2 separate regions of the Mus musculus genome follow, and region 2 is linked to region 1. The links are chromatin contacts, called in public Hi-C maps. All regions are on one chromosome and are shown on one strand. The core of a region is the stretch at or near the end of the contact, and the rest is flanking DNA. Distances in the headings are between cores, read along the strand shown.

The links. Hi-C and Micro-C count contacts between places; a contact is called where the count stands out from the background.
Region 2: a contact with region 1 is called in a Hi-C map of cerebellum, with 4 times the contacts expected there. The contact joins the promoter of Slitrk1 here to the promoter of Spry2 in region 1. A contact is called at or near these places in 3 of 484 Hi-C or Micro-C datasets (cerebellum and cerebral cortex).

Annotation. Positions count from the first base shown.
Region 1 is chr14:105,895,060-105,900,308 of GRCm38.p6, reverse strand. It overlaps Spry2 (sprouty RTK signaling antagonist 2), which reads left to right and starts at 3,490. Exons shown (of 2, transcript NM_011897.3): 1 at 3,490-3,721.
Region 2 is chr14:108,912,797-108,917,946 of GRCm38.p6, reverse strand. Slitrk1 (SLIT and NTRK-like family, member 1) reads left to right here and starts at 3,708. Exons shown (of 1, transcript NM_199065.2): 1 at 3,708-5,150. The coding sequence starts at 4,670.

The sequences.
Region 1 (5,249 bases), core at 2,241-4,740:
CAACTCTAAAGATGCTTGCTTACACCTTCTTCTTCACTACCTTCTACCAAAGACCTGAGGAGGTGAGAGTCCCAGAGTGTTTATATTCTACTTCACTAATAACAACAAATGAGGAAGGCTATAGTTATGAAGAACAAATATATGAAATCAGAAAATAAAGCCAGAGTTGAGAACACTAGTACACAGCAGACTCTGCTCAACAGCTAGCCCCGGTAAAGTATATTACTTCACGAGTCCTGGGAACCTGGAGTTGAGTATCTCATTGCAACATCGAGTCCCTTGGACTTGTTTGTGTTTTGTTTCACAGTGCCTGACAAGTGGTAAAACCTCTGCTTAGGGCAGAGTTCTCTTTCTAGAACTTTCCACAACACATCTGAAAGTGAGAGTTCTCTTGATGTTTGTCTGAGCGCTACCATTACCCTGGATTCTCTTCCACAGTGGACTCCAGTTTTAATCTGTGAGCATGATAACTGATTTGGAGGCACAGCGGTTTCATGAAACACCTCATTGTGCATATACAATGTGTGCACAAATACAATTAGTCTTTTTTTATTTTAACAGTAGTCTTTGGAAGCACAATATAGTAGCTTATACACTTCACTGGCTGAAAAACAATAAAGCACTAAGATACAGCCTAAGGAATAATTTAAGAGAATCCAACAGATTCTTCCATTTATTTTGCTCTTAAGTTACAGGTAAAAATGTTTTCCTAATGTGAGGATTATGAGAGAGAAAACCAGTAGATTATTACCTAAAATCCTTTCTAATGTATGAAAGATAAGTAGGAATTCTTACATTCTTCCCCAAGCATCCGGAAGTTCCTGATTTAAATTCTATTTTATGCTTTGATTCCTAATGACCTGTTGGCAGAGCTCCTGCGGCGCTGGAGGAAATGGCATGGGGCAAATGTCTCCCAAGAAGCGGCCACCGGGTGCAAGGGTGTGAGGGGAGGTGTTTCCCTTGCCAGCTCTGCTTTCAGATGCTAGCTGGTCACACACCAGCAACTCCTTTCTGACCTGCCTCCCACAACCTGCCTTTGACCCTCCTAGCTCCTGGGTGGAAATTTCGAATTTCTTCGGAATCGAACCAGCTCAATCTCAAAGGGAATGTGGCTAAGGGGGGTGACAAGAAATTCCACCTTGCCTAACGTTTATACTAGAAATCTTAGACTCCCGAAGCCGGCCAACCCACTTCTTTGAAAGGAAGCCCCCCAGCAGGTACTGAGTCCCGCAGAAGAAAGCAGCTCGAGGCCCGCGCCTGGCGCTCGCCCCCTGGCGGCTCCTTCGGGAAGCGCAGCGGCGCCCGCGCTCGCCTGCTGGAGACTCCACGGATTCCGACGCCGCGTGAGCCGCGGTGGCCGGAGAGGCCCTGCTGTCCTGAGCCCAGAGTGGCTGGGACGCGACTGAGTCGGCCGATCGAGCGTCTTCCACCCTCAGCCGTGGAGTTGGGGGGACGCAGGCCAGCGCCCGGAAATAACGCATGCCACTTCCCCTGCCATCTCTAGTTCCAAACCCTAGGCGAAGGAGGAGAGTGGTTGGAGAAACACCGAGAGGGCAAGGAGAGAGCGCAAGCCAGGCGAATGAGGTGCCAGGATAAGTTAGAGACGTCGCCAGAAGGCAGCTAGAGCCCAGGGTAGCAGCGAACAGGTGAGGACTGGAGCGAGAGAAGTCAATCTCCACGTTTTTAGGAGCTCTAACCTCGCACCGTGCAAGGTCGCAGGTGCTGTGCGGGGATTTTGACCTTATAGCAGGTACCTTCCGGTTTAAAAAAAAAAAATGTAAAATCTCAGCTAAAATTGCAACGTGTGCGTGTGGATGCATTTCAGTGACCCCCACCCCCCCGCGCGTGCTTCCATGTGCAGGCACCTTAGTACAGCCGCGGCCAGAGAGTACCTATTTAGAGTTTTAAATGGTTAACTATAGTCCGCTTCCAACATGAACAGGAGGAACTTATATGAGAATGTTCTAGGTGACAGATAGTGGGATTTGAAAGATGACGCTCTTTTTATTTATGGTTTCGCGAAGGAGGAATTCTGTAGTGAAACAGACTCTTCCCCCCCCCCCCCATTTCGGAAGTCCATGATGTCGCCCTGAGTAATCGCGTGGGTATTACAGAATTAATTTAAAAGGTTTTTGCATCGAGCAAAACAGTACCAAAAAAAAAAAATCTTCAAAAGGCCTCCATCTATAGATAATCCCTCTTAAAAAGGAAATTCTAACAAACTACAAGTCCACACACAATCCAAAGCCAATCCCAGCCAGAGCAGAAGGGACTTGAAACCCGAATCTACATTCCGTTCCTCCCGTACAAGGCTCGGGAGGTGGGGGAGGCGGGCTGTGCTGGTGCCCGGTGTATAATCGGGTTAATCCAGTAGACAAAGAATAAACCAATAGCCCTCCCACCTCACTTCCCGCTCCCCTTTCCCTCCCCCTCCTGTTCCCCCACCCTCTTCGCCCCCTGGGCATCGGTGGGGGAGGGGTGCGGTGGAGCGGGGCGGGGTGGGGGGGAAGACAGGAGAGAAGAGGTAGGATCGAAATGGAGATTCCGAATCGAATCTAAAAAGCTGCGACTCGCTTTTCTCGCTAGCACCGGGCGGCCGGGTTAGTTTGCAACGTTCTTCCTTCTCCCCTCCCGGCGGCGAGGGGGAGAAAGTTCCCCAAGCGAGGCCAGCCTCGGGCTGGTATGGTAGCCTCTGGGTGGGGGCTATGGGGGGGGGGACCCTTTAAGGTCAGTGTTTCCTTGAAACTAGATAAACTGACCCCGCGGCGGCCCGCGCGGCCCCGCGTGACGGCGCCGGGGCTGCAGGAGCGGCTGGGGACGCGCGGGGCGGCGCGGTTGCCCTTTTGAATGCCTCCTGCGGCTCGGAGCGCTGGCGGGCGCTGGAGCGCGAGTGAATGTAGCCCCGCGGAGCCAATGAGCTGGGACCGGATGCGATATATCCTCTGGGACAACAACTGCTCTGTTCCGCCTCGGATCCACATGACGCCATTTACTGCTGCCGCGGCCGCTGCAGAGCTCCCTGCCTCCTCCGGAAAGGCGAGGGCGCAGGCCAGCGGCGCCCTCCCCCCCCGTACCCCCCCCCCCCATCCCCGGCCGGGCCCCAGACCCTCCTCCCCCGCCGCCTCCACCCCCTCCGCACCCCCACCCCCGCCTCGGCTTCGCCGCCGCGCCTCCGCAACGCCCAGTCTGCACGAGCGAGAGCTGCGCGCCGCAGCGCCAGCGGAGGAGAGGGGCCGGCGGAGCGCGCAGCGCCCAGGCCCCCGCGCGCGCCCGGCCCGGCCCTCGGCCCCGCGCCTGCCTCCACTTGGGAGCAGCCCCGGGCCCCCGGGTCTTGGCGAGCTGGCCTTAGGTTCTTTGTAAGGCCGTGCTCGCCTCGCTTTCTCTCATCGACCAGGAAAAAAAGAGACTCGCCAACGTTGCCGCTTCGGCCTCTTGTTCATTGAGAAAAAAAAAAAAAGGAGAGAGAGAAGGGGGGAAAAAGGAAATACTCCGCGTGCGCTTCTGGAAGGGAGGTCATCTATCCCGGAATCCGGGAGGGTTCCAACGGTGGAGGACTGGGTTCCAAAATTTCCCCGTGGTTTTAATCCACCGATTGCTTGGAAGTTGGACTGAAGCAGAGTTTGGAAAGAAGGAAAAAGTTTGCATCAGGACTGGATTTATTTGCACATCGCTGGAAGAAGAGGATTCAAGGGAGAGGGGTTGGTGCAAAGCCGCGATCACGGTGAGGAGCGTTTGGCTTTTCCCCTTCTGGAACCATAGCCGGCCGGGAGTGGGGTCCGGGTTCCTCTCTCCACTAAACCAGCTTGCTTCTCGGGAGCATTAGGGAACTACCCCGCGGATCTCCTTCGCCTAGAACAGGGGTTCGGCCATGGCCGGGCTACAGGGTACGCCTATGCAGTATCCCCCGTCCCACGACAGCTCACTCGTAAGGGGTTTGGGGCGGAGGACCGCTTCACTGCGTTCTACTCCTATCCCTGCATTGGCGACGATTCAGTCGCCGAGAGCTTTAAGGGAGGGAAAACACAAAGTGTTTTCTAGGTCGCTGTTGCAGGCTCTGGCATTGCTAACCTGTTCCTCCATTCGTTTGAAGGCTAAGTTGTAGAAGAGCCATCCTGAGGCGGAGGCGCCTGTGGGGCTGCGGTACTGGGCTTCTCACCTCTCCACCTCACCGGGCCAGGAGACCCGGCAGGCGAGCGGAGGCGAGAGTGCCAGGCGGAGGGAGTCCCCGCCTCTGCCGGGTGTGGACAGTCTAGCCCGGTGCGGGTGGGAGCGTCGCCCAGCCTGGCGCCGCGTCTCTGCGGTTCGGAAGTGCAGCTTTCTCTTTTTTTCCGTTCTTCGTGGTCGGCCTAGGTCACGCTTTTTTTTTTTTTTTTAATATATTTGGACACTGAGGCTGACTTAGCACAGGAAGAGATATCAAGTGGTCGCGATCGTTTTCCATTACCTGAAAGTAGGTGGCAAAATAAAAAAGGCTAGTTTTTTCCCCCCTTCCCTCTTTTGTGTTACTGTTTTTAAGATTTGGAGTCTTAACGCCTTTTTTACAAAGGGGTTTCTGTGTCGGTTTGCCCCACCCTAGTGCTGAAGTCCTTTCCCCCTAATCCTTAGTCTGATCACACACTGTTCTTAATGGGGGTTTCAAAGCACTCAAAGGGGGAGGGAGAGGAACTGGGAGAGCGCAGAAGGGGGGGGGGCTGCATTGGAGGCGGCCAGGGATCTGTAGAAATCAACTTTTTTTTTTCTTCCAAAAGATGCTACTTTGCACAGCAAGCAGGTCCTCACGGAAAAGTTTCCGATCCCCGGGGCTCATAGTTGTGTATGCCTGGCGGGTGCAGTGGGGCTCTGGATGAAGCTATTTTTCTTTCGTTTTAAGAAGTATGTCTTATTCTTTCTGATCTAAAAGGAGGTAGGCGTGTGCAGATTACAGGCAGTGCTTGCTTAGGTCATTGCCCCGTGGAGTCGCTCTGGGAGTGTGGGTGCAAGCTGTGCGCCCTAAGCCCGGCTCTTCCTCGGGCCGTCGGCTTTGGAAACTAGTGAGGACGGCCGTTTTGAGGGCCTTCCCAGAAACACCTTGTGGTGACCTTGCGGCGGGGGGGTGGGCGTGTTAGAGTGGCTCCCCCTCTTGGGGCCGGATGGCAGTTCCTCTTGGGTTGGGGGAAATTTTAGCCGCGGGGGTGGAGGAGGGGAAAGTGTGCTCGTGCCTTTCATGACACGTCCCCTTCGGAGGCGCCCGCGCCCCCTGCCTGCCTCAG
Region 2 (5,150 bases), core at 2,459-4,958, 3.0 Mb before region 1:
TGGGTGAATAATCACAACATTAAGTAAGTAAATAAATAAAACTACAAGGCATTTGGACGGTTTGATCACACATAAAATTTCACTTCCATATTTTTATGGGCAATCAAGAAATTTATTGTTACTTGGTAATCCTAGCACTTCATTGGCTAAGACAGAAGGAACTTTAGTTCATGCCTTACTTGTTTTACACAAAGACTTGTACTACTTAATGTACTACTGATGTCAAGAAGACCTTGCTGACAGGAGCCTGAGATAGCTGTCTCCTGAGAGGCTCTGCTAGAGCTGACAAATACAGAGTCAGATGCTCACAGCCATCCATTGGACTGAGAACAGGGTCCCCAGTGAACGAGTTGGGGAAAGGACTGAAGGAGATGAAGAGGTTTGCAACCCCATAGGAAGAACAACAACATCAAACAACCAGATCCCCCAGAGCTTCCAGGGACTAAACCACCAAACAGAGTACACATAGAGGGGTCCATGGATCCAGGCACATATGTAGCAGAGAATGGTCTTGAAGAATATCAGTGGGAGGAGAGGCCCTTGGTCCTGTGAAGGCTGGATAGCCCAGTGTATGGGGAATTCCAGGGCAGAGAGGCAGAAATGGATGGGTGGGTCAGGGATCACCCTCATAGAAGCAGAAGGGAGGGGAGATGATATAGGGAGTTTCAGGAGGGTAAACCAGGAAAGGGGATATAATATAAATATAAATAAATAAAATGTCTGATTTTTAAAAAGAAAAAAAAGGAAGGGAAGGGAAATGAAAAGAAAATATAAAGGGAAAAGGAAAAGATGAGTCAGAGAGGAAGAGAAAGAAGCAGAGAAGGAAATGAAGTAGCATACTGTTATTCACTTATGCAGGCATTTTGATTTATGTGTAGTCTTTCCTTATATTTCCTCTTCTTTTAAAACATATTTATGCCAGACATGGTAACACATGCCTTCAGTCCCAGTTCTCAGGAAGCAGAGGCAGGTAGACCTCTGAGTTCAAAGCAAGCCTGGTATACACAGCCAGTTCCTCTCCATCCAGAAACCCTGCCTCATGGAGACCTCTGTCTCCAAAAACACACAAAGTATTTATTTATTTACTATTAAAAAATTAAGATTTTATTATATACTTTTTTTTCAGAGATACATTTGTATTTCTCTATACTTTGTTTTGTGGTGAATATTTATCATAAGTTGTATAATCTTCATATATTCATACTAAATTTAATTATTTGCCATCGTGGTCATTACCACACTCATCTCCGAGTGTATGAGGTAATTTACTATTTACAGAAGATAATATGGAAATTTATCTCATAAAATATCAAATTCAGAAACTCTGCAATCTTTCTAATGTGAGTAGTGATTTGAGAAACAAGTCAGAAAGAACCTTAGGAAGGTTGCAATATTAATATCAGTATCAATAATTGTAGCTTACCTAAATTTTGTTCATTTTAATAAAGTTGTTTGTTCTTTGGGTCTCTTCACATAAAGGCCTATTTGCTAAGTCAAATTAGAATGTAAGCACTTGGCAAGGGCGTGATATTATGTGACTATAATGAATAGTGCTTCTATTTAGACAACAAGTTGGTTTGGTTTTTGTTGTTCTTTTTTGTTGTTGTTGTTGTTCTTGTTGCTTTTGTTCTGTGGCTTGCCCATTTCTGCCAACCACATACTGGACAGGACCTTATCTTTTCAAGGTGGTTTAGGGAGAAAGACAATTTAGATGTCAGTTCTACATTTATACTGAAACGGAAAAGTTTTTGTTCCATTTATCTTCTCAAGTCTACAATTCTCAGTTGTATTGCATTCCCTAGGTATAGCGTGTGATTGGTAAAAATCTGTCTCTTCTGCCTGCCCATAGTAATTTAGTAATATAAAGGAGAAATGAGAGACACCAAGAAAGAGTGCCCTTCCCCACACAGACACCTACACATGCTTATAAATAAATGTAAGAATTACCTGTTTATCTCTAACTCTTCTCTAACCAAATTTTCTCGAGTCCATCAATTTGCCTATACATGACACATGAATTTCTTCCCACTTAACTAAGAATAAGCTTCCCAATCCACTCATAAGTAGATGTACTCTTTAGGCATTCCTACAGCATAGCAAGCCTTGGACATGTCCCCAACTCTAGTTTGCTAACAACTTTTCATTCCTCAATCTTCCCACACTGCAAACTTGATTGCATATTTGATTTTATACAAATTATTAGCAAGTATGTATAGTTGGTAAGGTTGCCTAAGACTTGCTTGAAAGGGAAATGTCATCAAGTCTCCTTTGCTTCAGCTTAAGGAAAGATGGCAGCCCAGGCCTTCAACCTTTAATCCCAACAATCAGGTGGCAGAGACAGGCAGGTCTCTGAGTTCAAGTCCAAGCTGTACAGAGAAATTTCAGGACAGCCAGGGATACACAGAGAAACCTAGTCTAAAAACTAAACAAATTAATTAATTAAAGAAAAAGAAAAAGGGGAGAAAAGATGCTTAATATGATTTGTAATTTTTTAAATGGAAAAAAAAAATGTCACCTCTGTTAAAAGTCTGTGAAACTGAAACCATGAAAAAACTGAATCTTAAAGAAAAATGAAGGCATTGCATTTTTTGAGTTTTTGGTCTGGGTAACTTGAACATTCTCTCCTTAAAAAAATCTCAGAGCATTTCTCTCCCTAGCCTCTTGGACCCTGAGTGAGCTGGAGAGGGGATACAGCTACCCAGACTTACAGACCAGGATTTCTACTCTTTCCTCTCAAAATGCAATTTGTTACTTACTTGTATGTATTTTAAATTCCTCAAATCTGGTATGGAAACATTGTCAGGTGTGTGTGTGTGTGTGTGTGTGTGTGTGTGTGTGTGTGCGAGCGCGCGCCTCTGTGTGTGTGTGACACTATGCATGTGTGGTGGCTTAGTACCTGTTTACCAAACTGTTTTTAAAAGCCTCCAAAATTTTGCCTCATCCCCTTCCCTCATTTTCAGAATGTCATGGTAAGATTTCTAGTCTGAAATCAAAGAATTTAAGCATGCATTGTGTTTTCGTCCTGCAGTCTTAAATAACATTGAAGAAATGCCATCAGAAAAACTCAACTCTATCACCAAATTGACTGAAATTTTATAACAACTTTAAAATGGAAAAGTATATACCTCAGTTGTATACCTGGAAATAAATATTCTCTACCAAATTGTGATATTATGTAATATATGTAATATATATATATATATATATATATATATATATATATATATATATATATATATGTATATATTTTTTCCAGACTAGCCACTTTCTGGGTGCAAAAATAAAGTAGAGGTTCCAAAGGCATCAAACGATATAAAACGCTGTACCGCAGAGAAGGCAGAAACACGTTTAAAGCACCGATGAAAATGGCGTGCAATATAATTACCTCAAATTGCCGTTCGCTTGACACCCTGACACTAATTTTATTCAAGCCATTGGGAAATAAATGTTTTAAAAGCCATACTTTCGGAACGCTAGAGCTCGCGGGGGCTGTGAGGTCTTTAAGGAAAGGAAAGGGTAAAGTTTCTAGCACGCAAAAAACATTAAATAATCAATTTAAAATAAGCTTCTATGTAGATCGACAGCCTTTAATACCCACGTTTTCAACGCTTGCCCTAAACGTGGATTTTTTTTTTTTCTTTCTTTCTTTCTTTCAGCATTCCCTCACCAGATGGATTTTTGCTACTGCAGATCAGCAGAGGGTGTCAGATCTTTCAGAGTGCACCAGGCTGGAACCAGCAGAGCTTCTTAGCAACTCCCCCCCTCCTCCCCTTTCTCGCGCTCTCTTCCTCCCTCAGACAACTCGCTCCCCCTCTCTCCTCCCCCCTCACGTAATTCCGAAAGAGCAGAAGAAAGAGAAGGAGAACAAGCAAAGAAGAGCTAGTAAGCGCCGGCCGGAGCACAGAAAAAAAGGGCTGAAGACGACCAAAGGGGAGCAAAGGAACAGGATGGACATCCACAAAACGCAGTGATTGCGGAAATTTTCCAGCGCCATTGGCTGGGCAGTGAGTCTTTTGGGCGGGCGTGATTTCAGCACCGGGGGCACTGGACAGCACCTCGGGGGTACTTCTGGGCAACCCGCAACCGAGACAAGAACTCCACCAGCTGCCTGGACCACTGAAGCCGCCGAAAGCCCTGCTTTGTATCCGAGAGGCAAGGTCAGTCCGACGCACAGCCATCACAGGCAGTGCGCCTGTACTACGCTGCAAACCTGCTTGTTTCTAACATGCACTTGCTTCTAATTGCTAGCATTGTTCCCTTGCTGGTTAGTGAGAACCTCTAAACATGATTCTGTAAGGGTGCGTTTCCTTTTAATTGTACAGGTATATATTTAACTTATTTTGGTTATTTTTAAAGGGTTGAGGGGGAGTAGTTTGCTTTCTCTCTCTCTCTCTCTCTTTCCTCTACTTTCCACCCCCCTCTCTTTTCTGCTTGCCTTGCACTATGTGCCTGGATAGTTTGTGGATATAATTATTGACTGGCGTCTGGGCTATTGCAGTACGGGGGGGTTAGGGAGGAAGGAATCCACCCCCACCCCCCCAAACCCTTCTTTTCTCTTTCTCTGGGATCGGACATTGGAGCACTAAATGAACTTGAATTGTGTCTGTGGCGAGCAGGATGGTTGCTGTTACTTTGTGATGAGATCTGGGATGAATTGCTCGCTTTAAAAATGCTGCTTTGGATTCTGTTGCTGGAGACGTCTCTTTGTTTTGCCGCTGGAAACGTTACAGGGGACGTTTGTAAAGAGAAGATCTGTTCTTGCAATGAGATAGAAGGGGACTTACACGTAGACTGTGAAAAAAAGGGCTTCACAAGTCTGCAGCGCTTCACCGCCCCGACTTCCCAGTTTTACCATTTATTTCTGCATGGCAATTCCCTCACTCGACTTTTCCCTAATGAGTTCGCTAACTTTTATAATGCGGTTAGTTTGCATATGGAAAACAATGGCTTGCATGAGATCGTTCCGGGGGCATTTCTGGGGCTGCAGCTGGTGAAACGGCTGCACATCAACAACAACAAGATCAAGTCTTTTCGAAAGCAGACTTTTTTGGGGCTGGACGATCTGGAATACCTCCAGGCTGATTTTAATTTATTACGGGATATAGACCCGGGGGCCTTCCAGGACTTGAACAAGTTGGAAGTCCTCATTT